2 separate regions of the Mus musculus genome follow, and region 2 is linked to region 1. A link is a contact called in public Micro-C data. All regions are on one chromosome and are shown on one strand. Each heading gives the region's core, a stretch centred on a gene start, on an enhancer-like site or on the middle of the called end of the contact. The rest is flanking DNA. Distances are from core to core; before and after follow the strand shown.

Region 1 (5,370 bases), core at 1,388-3,887:
TCTCAAGAATCAGAATGAAGTCAGGCAGTGGTGGCACACATCTTCAATACTGGCACTTGGGAGGCAGAGGCAAGAGGATATGATATGAGTCCAGACCATTCCTGCTCTGCAGAGTGAGTTTCAGGACAGCCAGGGGGACACAGAGGAAGTTTGTCTTAAAAAACAAAGACAAATGAGAATCAAAATGAAAGTCTTTCTGTCAGAGAGTTATGGTTGTTTGCATTACGTGAGAACAACTCTCCTAGTCAGGCATGGTGGCGCAGGCTTTGTAAATCAAGAGTTCAAGATAGTTCTCCACTACATGAGACCCAGTCTCTACCAGCCAACCTACCAAGAAAGCCTCCTAGAAATTAAGAGAAACCAAGTATGTAGTCAAAGAGCTTAGGACAAAGGAAGTAGAGAATGTGTGATGAATATTCATAGGAAGGCAGGAATCGACCGTGCTCTTCTGAGGTACACGATGGGTTATGTCTACACAAATACTCAGCATCCCATGGCATCTTGCAGAGACGTTCTTAGGTTCACGGGCCATCATCTAAGTTGTTCATATAGAATGCGTGGCTGCTCACAACGCTCTGGTAAGCAGGTGTTTCTGGTCAGACACATTCGTCCTATCTTCTGTGACTCTCTGATGGAGTAGCTGTTGGCTCAGGTAGAAAAGATGAGAAAGTAGAAAAGATGTGTGTGTGTGTGTGTGTGTGTGTGAGAGAGAGAGAGAGAGAGAGAGAGAGAGAGAGAGAATATAGTACAGAGTTAAAGCTCATTTTCCCACCTACATTGTTGTCTAGATTTGTCTCTTCCTCTTTCTTTCCTGTTATCCACTTGATAAGCATTTTTGATTTGGGCATTGCAATTTGACCCACAATCCTTTCTTCTCCCTGATGACACACAAGGAGCCCAATTTGTACCAATTTGTCCATCTAATATGCAGCATCGTGCCTTATCCCAGCTGTTGCTTTTTGTGGGAAACCTAGGGTGAGGCATCTGGGTTCCTAAGTCATTTGGAACTGATTTTTCTCCTCATCCACTGTGTTCCCTAAGCCTTAGCCCAAGAATTGTCTGTTCTGTCTTTAATGTCACCCTTTTGTTGTGGCTGCCCAGGTATGCTCTCTGGCTGGATTCCACTTCCCTGTTTCCACCCAATTCTGGCCTAGTGCTCAGAATATCAACCTCTCACACTCTTCTTCCTCCGATCCCTGGCTGTTACAGGATACTTGAACCTGTTTCTAGTTAGGGTGTGGCTCAGCCCTTAGCACTTACCTTTGATCCCAAACAATGAAAGTCAAGCTAGTTTGTAGAAGGAAGCACCCATGTTTGAAAGTGAATCAGAGAAAGATCTGACAGAATGCGGAGGTAGGTCCGACTTTCACGAGACAGGAAGCTACTTAAGGGAGAGACAGTAGAGGAAGAAGAGAGTACAGTGAAGGAATACAGTAGAGTTGGTGGAGAGCAGTAGCGTTGAGAGAGGAGTGGCGCAGTACAGAGAGGGAGGAGGAGGCGGATTTGCAGGGTAGAGTTTTACAGAGAACAAGCTAGGCACAGGTAAAGACAGAATGAACCAGAGAATGAGAAGGAGACAGATGATGAGAAAAGTTAGTTTGAGGCAATTCAAAGGCCAAGAGAGAAGCCAGTTTAAATCAGTCAGCTGGGAGGGGAGTTTGAGCCAGAACAGCTGAGTTGAACCAGCCAGCCAGAGTTCAGAAAGAACCAGAAAGGGGAACCTTACTCTGCAGCAAGTCTCAGAGGCTGAAACCATTCTAGGCCTAGATTAGCAGATGGAGGCAGTAAGCCTCCCAGACAACAGCTATAACAGGGGAATAAAAGTTAAGTTGCTTTTACACCTAGGTTTTCTTGGGTTTCTTAGGGCAAGAGGTGAAGGAGTTGGCAGGGCCAATAGGAACAAGTGACTTGGAGCTGAAGAGAGAACTCAGCAAGTAAGAGCCCTTGCTGCTCTTGCAAGAGGTCCCAAGTTTGGTTCCCAACATCCACATGGTAGTTCAGGACTGTCTATATAGACAGTTCCAGGGGACCCTCTACTGGTCTCTGCAGGCACCAGGCACAGTCACAGTGAGCATGTACGCATGAAAGGCAAACACTCACAAACATTAAACAAAATAAAGCAAAAAAGAACTGACGACCCCAAGAAGAAAAGGGAGGAGACCAGCCCCTCTTTAGTTTTCTACCTCATGAGGAATTATTGTGTAAAAACAAAGGCTTGCCAGGAGGGAGATTTGTTTGTGTGAAGAAATGCCTTTGGGATCTGGGGTGGAGGCCTGGCATAGAAAGATCGGCAGCGCACTTAGAGAAGACAGAGGGTACACCATGGACATAGCCATGAACGCGTTCTGAAGGCCTGGCATCCCCACCTGTGCTGTGACATCACACGCTTCTTCCCTAGTGACCCCATTCACTGCCACATTATACAGTCCAATTGTGAGCCGTGTGCGGGTGTTTATCTTTATTGTCGCCCTGGCTGGCCTTGGAACCACTCCCATTTCCTTCTCTCCTCATACGTAGTAGGAAAGGCATACAAGGCACATGCCAAACCATGAACAAAGGTTAACCTGGCACAGTGGAATACGTTAAGCTTTTCCCCTTTCATCCTTGTTTGGTGTGTCTCAATTCTTTTCAACGGTCAGGTACGTACTCTGCCAAGTTTCCACTCCACTCTCTCAAGAACCTAAGAGTCCAGACTGACCTGCCTATCTGACGTGAGGGAGACAAGGTGACTACTGAAACCGTGGAGCAAACACTGGCCTATTCCAGACAAATCCCGGAAACAGTTTCCCGAGTGTAAACAGAAGCAAAGCCTGTGGAATGCAGGCTGAGAGGGAAAGTAGATCTCTGTATTTATTTTGGGGGCAGTCTCTAAAGGGGAAAGGCATGCCTGTAGATTTGACTTTCCCAGAGGTTCAAACCAGCACAAAGTTACCCACAGGGAAAGATGCGGCAGCAAAGGAGTGCTGTGACTGCCGGGGCCGTGGGGAAGAGCAGGGTCTGGAGATGATTAAAGCCAGAATCTCCAGAGAGGAGATTCATTCTAGGTGATGAATCGGAGAATTGATTGTCTTTTCTTATTGAAGGCTACACTAATCAGGAAGAGTGGATCTGTCTGGAGAGGGAACTGTAGTGGAAACAACGTAAAACACGGGGCTCTAGGATCATAGATATAGGCTGTCTCAAAGACAATTAGACCTTTCAGCTGAAGGAATGAGACATACTACACCAAGCTTAGAGTCATCTTAAATGGGTGTGTGAGTTCCGAACTAGTTTTGGTATTCAAGTTTGGTTATTTGTACAAAGGATGAATTTACCTTTCAATAGGCTGTTGTCTTCCCTTGGTATCCGCTAGCCAACTGGGACTTCATTTATTTCTAAAACAGTACAAGGCTCTTTTGGTTTCACCTACAAAAGTGAATGGGCCTCTGTATTTCAAGGTTGCACATTTTCTGTTCTCTTTAAGCAGAGATAAGGACTCCGGGGCTGCGGAATACAATAGGCTATTCTTGTAACTCAGCAGAGCCGGGCACTGTGAGTAATCTCTGCTCTTGACCCTACACCCACCTTGAAGCAGAAACTTGTATCACATCCCCCAAAACAAATCCATTGTAAGAAAGGAATAATGAGTAATGACAACTTTACTGACTGTTTCTTGGGGAGACAGAAAAGATCTCTGTATCCTGTGGAGGTAGTTTTGATTTATAACAAAGCATAATAAAAAATTTCATGAGACATTCATGCTCTTTTTTCTCCTAAGGAGAAAGGTTTCACATTCTTTTCTAGCTTTCTTCTTATTTTGGTATTCATAAGCAAAACATGATGTAATCTTTTAAAAATCTCTCATCCTCCCATCTATCCCTCTGCCTGGCCATTGACAGGCTTTGCCTTTAAGAGGACGGTGAGGTCTAGTGTTTGGGAGAAGAATCAAGAAATTACTAATTCACTTAAAATCTGCTAATAACTCATGATGAGTGGAAACAAGCAATGCCCCACTCCTTGTGGCATTCCCTGATCTTGTCAATATTGGGTTTCCTTTGGACATGGGAACTTTGACTTATACAATATTTTTAATTTATTCTTTGGTAATTTTAAGGGTAATCAATGTATTTTGGCCATATTAGTCTTCCAGTTTCCCCTCCATCTATGGATCTATGGATCCATCCATCCATCTATCCATCATCCATCATTTCATTAAGTGTTATTGAACATTCACTTTATTCAAGGGAAGGCTAAAAACAGTGATAAACAGAACTGATGAAATTCATGTGCACTTGTGTTAAAGGAACAGAGCGGCTATAACTATATAAGAGTATCTAATGGTGGTAAATTCTTTGAAAGCAATTCTGATATTTGGTGAATAACAAAGGCCTTCTTAGTGATGTGACATTTGCTGACTTAAACTTTCAGGCCTCATAAAACAAAATTATAATTGACATCTCCCCAACCTTTCAAATTTGGAATTTTGGAGTCAGCATACTAAAATACATTGTTCAACTCCTATGAGAGATACAAAGGAATCAAACGCAAGATGGTCAGATTTCTTCTATAAAGGGACAGACAATATGATTGCTGGCTTTGTAGGCTTTGAGGGCTCTGTCTGCTGCTTATTACACAGAAAAGGAACACTTTCTGTGTTCATATATATCTTCACAAAAACGGGGGAGCCTGTTCTGCACCTATTAGCTGCAGTTTCCCGACCTTTGAACTAGGTTGAGCTTTAAATTTCTTCAAATTGATATCATCAGCTCTTTTCTTCCATGAGCAGAGCTTCTTTCTGTAAATAATCCTTTTCTTGATCATTATTTTTTCTTAAGATAATTCAAATTACAGTAGTCTAATCTGGAAAATTTATACAGGCTATGTGATGGTAAATTTTGATTTTCAGATTGGCACAGTATTGAATAACCTGAATGGATGTCAATGAGAGACTATTCAGATGAGCTTGCCTATAAGGGCAAGCGTATGGGGGATTATCTTGACTAGTTGAGGATTTATCTGCTGTGAATAACGCTATTCCTGATTATGAATGTGATATGACTACCTGTTTTCCCCTCAATGATGAACTCTAACCTGGAATATTGAGTTAAAACAAATCTTTTCTCCCCTAAATTGCCTTTGTTAGAGTGTTTTTATCATAGCAGCATGAAGTGAAACTGTAGTATTTTGAGTGTGAATGGTCCCCATAGGTTTATATATTTGAACACTTGGTCCCCAGTAGGAGGTATGTCCGTGAGGATAGGCTTTGAGGTTTCAAAAGTCCATGTATTACCAGTTAGCTCTCTCTCTCTCTCTCCCCCTATTCTCTCCCTGTCTTTCTCTCTCTCTCCTTTCCTCCCTTCCTCCCCCCCTCCCTGCCTCTCCTTATGAACA
Region 2 (5,370 bases), core at 1,570-4,069, 280 kb before region 1:
AGTCACATATTCAAGGCAACGCTGGGGACAATGAATAGATACAAACTAGTGGTTCTGATCCAGGGATGTGTTTACCTATCAGGACGCCTTTGCCAATATCTAGAAACGTTTTCTATTGTCACAGATGGGGTGAGTGCTGCCACAACCCAGCGGGTAAAGTCCACGCTGATGAAACATCCTAGCTACAGAGAATGATCTGGTCCCAAATGTCAACAGAGAGAAAGTTGAGAAAGGCCTGTGTACATGCAGGTAGAAAGTTCCCCTAAGCCAGGGGCTTGGGGGTGGGGTCCTTCACTGCTGTGCATCATCTGTACTCTGACCCCCAAGTATATAAGCACGCCACACTCCCATTCATCACTAAACCCATCTTCCATATGTAATCACACTAACAAATGGCTTCTCATGCCTTCTACCTACAGCCATGACCATTCATTGCCTATTCTATCTTACCACAAGCATAACCCATGCCATAGCTTGGGCAAGAACAAAGGCTTAGGTATAACATAGATCTTGAATGGACATTTTTCTGGGCTGAAGATGCAGCTCAGTTGGTAGAGTGTTTGTCTAGCGTGCACAAAACCCTGGGTTCAATCCTCAGCACTGTACAACACTTGATAAAGCAGTGCACATCCATGATCCCATGTCTTAGGGAATGAGATGGAGGCATAAGAATCCTGAAATTAAGCTGGTGAGATGGCTCAGTGGGGAGGTGCACTTGTTGATCTTCCAGAGGACTTGGGTTCAATTCCCAGCACCCACATGGTGACTGATGACTGTCTCTAGCCCCAGTTCCAGAAGATCTAATGCTCTCATTTGCTTCTGCTAGGCATGCAGGTAGTTAACAGATATATATGCAGGCAGGACATCCATACACATAAAATTAAATTAAATGATTTTTTAAAAATTAAAGGCCATTGTTAGCTGCATATCAAGTTTAAGACCAATCTGAACAACACAAAATGGTATTAAAAAAAAGTACCGAAGGGAAATTTTCTCTCTTAACACTTGAATTTTCTGTGTTTTGATGAATTCTGACGAACTTTCCATGATTGCTGAAACCCACACCAGTGCACACAGCTCCTCCCAAAGCCAGCTAGTAAGTCACCTGACTTAGGAGAAATGAAAGTGAAGGCAAACAGGCAGGAAAAGCCCTGTGAGTTAGACTCTTATCAGTCTGGGCTCAAATTCCAGCCCCATTACTTCTGCAGAATATCACTGGCCAGCCACGTTACTCTCCCTGATGTCTCAGTTTCCTCTTCCATGAAATGGGAAGACACAGTTATCTCACAGTTGTTCTAAGAGTTAAATAAAACAAACTGCCTGGTGCTGACAATTCCGGAGCAACAAAAGCCAGTCTACCTTTTAGCGTTGAGGTAGCAAATTACCCTTTGCCCCATTTAGTACCAGCCTAAAACCAACAAAGTTTAGTTCTGTTTTGGGTCTGCTCTGGACTTCTCCATCTCAAAAGAATTTTCTTTTTGAAAGATGAGGCCAGCTGGGTGGCACACGCCTTTAATCCCAGCACTGGGGAGGCAGAGGCAGGCGGATTTCTGAGTTCGAGGCCAGCCTGGTCTACAAAGTGAGTTCCAGGACAGCCAGGGAAACCCTGTCTCGGAAAGAAAGAAGGAAAGAAAGAAAGAAAGAAAGAAAGAAAGAAAGAAAGAAAGAAAGAAAGAAAGAAAGAAAGAAAGAAAGGGAGAGAGAGAGAGAGAGAGAGAGAGAGAGAGAGAGAGAGAGAGAGAGAGAGAGAAACATGAGGCCAGCAACCATCCCTTCTGTCTCCTGAGGAAGCCTTCCCCTCAATTCTGCAGACTAGAGGAGCACTTCGGGGAGACTCAAAGCCTAGCGGTACCAGCCCTGGCTCACGAGCATTTCTCCTCCACGATCTCTAATCCTGGCTCCATTCAGCGGTCTAGACATTCCTAAGGAAACTGCCCTTTTTTCATTCTTTCAGATAGTACCAAATAGTGTCTCATAGAAATGAACGTTCAAACGGAACAAGATTTCTGTTCCTTTTCTGCTCCTGCTGCCTGGCACTGGGCTAGTACAAAGTAGGCGTTTAGTAGCTGGAGCAGGACTGCATACAAATAACCTACTCAGAGCATAAATTGTTACTTCTCATCCAGGAACTAGTCTGTACGTTTTATTTCACGGTCTGTCCATTCACCACCCCACCGCCCAACATCACTCTTCTGTGGCCTCGGGTAATGTAGGTATCAAATTATGGGTGTATCCACTAGGCGGAGCAACAGAGCCCTTCCTGTGCCTTAGATAAGTTCCACTAATAAATTTCCAGCAGAAATTGAAAATGAAACCAGTTTGGAAAGCCCAATACATTGGAAACCATTTGGAAAGACCAGTTCATTCTCGTGGCCAGTACAGCTGATGACAACTTTTTTTGAAGCTGATGACAACTTTTTTTTCCAGACCTTCTCAATCAGGCCCCCTCCCTTCCTCCTCTCTTTCTCCCTCCTTCTCGCGCGCGCGCGCGCGCACACACACACACACACACACACACACACACACACCGCGCCTTTCTCCTCCCATTTCTCCATTGGGAAAAGGTGAGGATACCTGAGTTTCAGCCAGCCCTGGTACCCAAATAACAAAAAAAGCTCAGAGAGCAAGGGGGCAGGGGAGGGTTAGGGCAGGGCGGAAAGGTTAGGGCAGGGCGGGAAGGGGCACAAGGAAAGGGTCATCCTACATAGGCTTACTTTCGCCACTCGCTTGCTGGCCATCATCTCGGGTTGGAGCGTGGGGCACCAGCAGATTCCAGCAGGACACCGCTCTCTGAACTGCAGCTCCCGAGCCCCGCCCACGCTCCACTCCACCCACACCGACTCTAGCTGCAAAGACCTGCTCCCCACCCCTTTGGTGGATATCTGGAGGCTGCAGTCGAGTGCCCAGCTTGGCGATCTCGTATCTCAGCAACTCATGCTCCTTGCAGATCAGAGACTACGTCGGTGGAGCGCACTGCTCCTCTTGGTTCCTGCATCTTGCGGGGTACATCTCGTAGAAGCCAGGATGGGATTCATCTCCAGCCTCTGTCAGCTCCCCGGACGCTGAGAGCAAACTCGCCCAAAGCACAGATGAGATACTCTTGATGCAAAGTAGCTCCGGGGCAGGGCTCTCTGCGACCTCCGCAATGGAATTGTGAACCTACCACCTCTAAAGAAAGTCTCAGAATCCTGGGCCAAGTCACTTTGCCTTTGTGGGTTCAGTGCTCCGTTCTAAAAGAGAGTGGGGGGGGGGGGGTCAGTATAGACTTTATGTCCTCCGAGGACCGCTCCCTGAGTGGTACAGTCCAGCAGATGGGCAGAAACGCAGCGATGCTTCTTTTAGGTTGCTTGGTGCCCGAGCACCACTAGAGGACGCTGTTGGACTCATTCGCTTTTATTTTGGGCGTTCTGTGTTTTACTCTACTGAACACATAGAAAGTGTCTGCTGTGTGGCAATTTGGGAAAACGATGGGTGGCTGAAGCCTCGAGATAGATTTCAGGAGCCTATTATATTTTATCACCAACTGATTACAAACTATGGAACTACTGTGTGTCCAAATGAACAGCCAAGAAGTCTCTAGCCCTCTGCGCAAGAGTAAAGACCCCCCTCATCCCAGCTCAAGTCGAGGCCAAGGTGTAATAGCAGCCCCCAGCCTCTGGAAGAAGTTCTAGAGTTAGAAGGGAATCCACCTACCTGCCTCACCCATTCCAGCCCAGAAATTAGCATATTTTGAAGCCCAAGATTTTGACCCAGTAGGTCACATGATTTTTATTTTCCTGTCCAGGAACCAAATATCTGCTCTGCTTACATATAGGATGTGCTTGAAAAATGATTCTGGGGCTGGAGAGATGGCTCAGCAGTTAAGAGCATTGACTGCTATTACAGAGGTACTGAATTCAAATCCCAGTAACCACATGGTGGCTCACAACCATCTGAAATGAGATCTGACGCCCTCTTCTGGTGTGTCTGAAGACAGCTACAGTGTACTTACATATAGTAAATAAAGTAAATCTTGAAAAAGAAAAAAAGATTCTGGGTTCTTTTTTCAGTTCAATAACTTTAACCAGATACCTTCTAAATGCCAGCAATAAGCAGGACACCATCAGCAATCCCTAAATATAGTTTGGAGATAAGGGCATTTGAACCCATTTCTGGTTAGTAGTCTTAGTTAACACCAAGTGCCAGGTACTATCGATGGAACACATCAGATGGAGAAATTGTGGTGTTTGTCCTCTGAGGGGCTCTCAAGCAGTTGAAACACAGAGAGAAAATTTCCCTTCAGTATTTTTTACTTATTTATTTATTTATTTATTTATTTTCTATATATGAATAAATTGTAGCTATCTTCAGACACACCAGAAGAGGGCACCAGATCTCATTACAGATGGTTGTGAGCCACCATGTGGTTGCTGGGAATTGAACTTAGGACCTCTGGAAGAGCAGTCAGTGCTCTTAACAATTGAGCCATCTCTCCAGCCCCAGTATTTTTTTTTTAAATACCATTTTGTGTTGTTCAGATTGGTCTTAAACTTGATATGCAGCTAACAATGGCCTTTAATTTTTTAAAAATCATTTAATTTAATTTTATGTGTATGGATTCCTGCCTGCATATATATCTGTTAACTACCTGCATGCCTAGCAGAAGCAAATGAGAGCATTAGATCTTCTGGAACTGGGGCTAGAGACAGTCATCAGTCACCATGTGGGTGCTGGGAATTGAACCCAAGTCCTCTGGTCCTCTGGAAGATCAACAAGTGCACCTCCCCACTGAGCCATCTCACCAGCTGAACCTTTAATTTCAGGATTCTTATGCCTCCGTCTCATACCCTAAGACATGGGATCATGGATGTGCACTGCTTTATCAAGTGTTGTGCAGTGCTGAGGATTGAACCCAGGGTTTTGTGCACGCTAGACAAACACTCTACCAACTGAGCTGCATCTTCAGCCCAGAAAAATGTCCATTCAAGATCTGTGTTATACCTAAGCCTTTGTTCTTGCCCAAGCTATGGCATGGGTTATGCTTGTGGTAAGATAGAATAGGCAATGAATGGTCATGGCTGTAGGTAGAAGGCATGAGAAGCCATTTGTTAGTGTGATTACATATGGAAGATGGGTTTAGTGATGAAAGGGAGTGTGGGGTGCTTATATACTTGGGGGACAGAGTACAGATGATGCACAGCAGTGAAGGACCCCACTCCCAAGCCCCTGGCTTAGGGGAACTTTCTACCTGCGTGTACACAGGCCTTTCTCAACTTTCTCTCTGTTGACATTTGGGACCTGATCATTCTCTGTAGCTAGGATGTTTCATCAGCGTGGACTTTACCCGCTGGGTTGTGGCAGCACTCACCCCATCTGTGACAATAGAAAACG

The links. Hi-C and Micro-C count contacts between places; a contact is called where the count stands out from the background.
Region 2: a contact with region 1 is called in a Micro-C map of embryonic stem cells, with 2.9 times the contacts expected there. The contact joins the promoter of Ube2l6 here to the enhancer-like site in region 1. A contact is called at or near these places in 3 of 39 promoter capture datasets (cranial neural crest, frontonasal cranial neural crest and second pharyngeal arch cranial neural crest), 3 of 484 Hi-C or Micro-C datasets (cerebellum, embryonic stem cells and erythroblasts), 4 of 115 datasets of contacts at active chromatin or transcription factors (embryonic stem cells and microglia) and 1 of 9 other capture datasets (macrophages).

Annotation. Positions count from the first base shown.
Region 1 is chr2:84,517,043-84,522,412 of GRCm38.p6, reverse strand. No RefSeq gene overlaps it. Among named protein-coding and RNA genes, the nearest start is that of Gm13710, 13 kb to the right of the region's middle. RefSeq lists an enhancer at 1,610-4,448. Within about 2 kb of position 2,637, at least 108 of the 459 cell types and tissues checked have an H3K27ac peak or open chromatin away from gene starts, as enhancers often do. A contact at or near this core is called in embryonic stem cells, where this site is marked.
Region 2 is chr2:84,796,277-84,801,646 of GRCm38.p6, reverse strand. It overlaps Ube2l6 (ubiquitin-conjugating enzyme E2L 6), which reads right to left and starts at 2,819. Exons shown (of 4, transcript NM_019949.2): 1 at 2,715-2,819. The coding sequence starts at 2,741.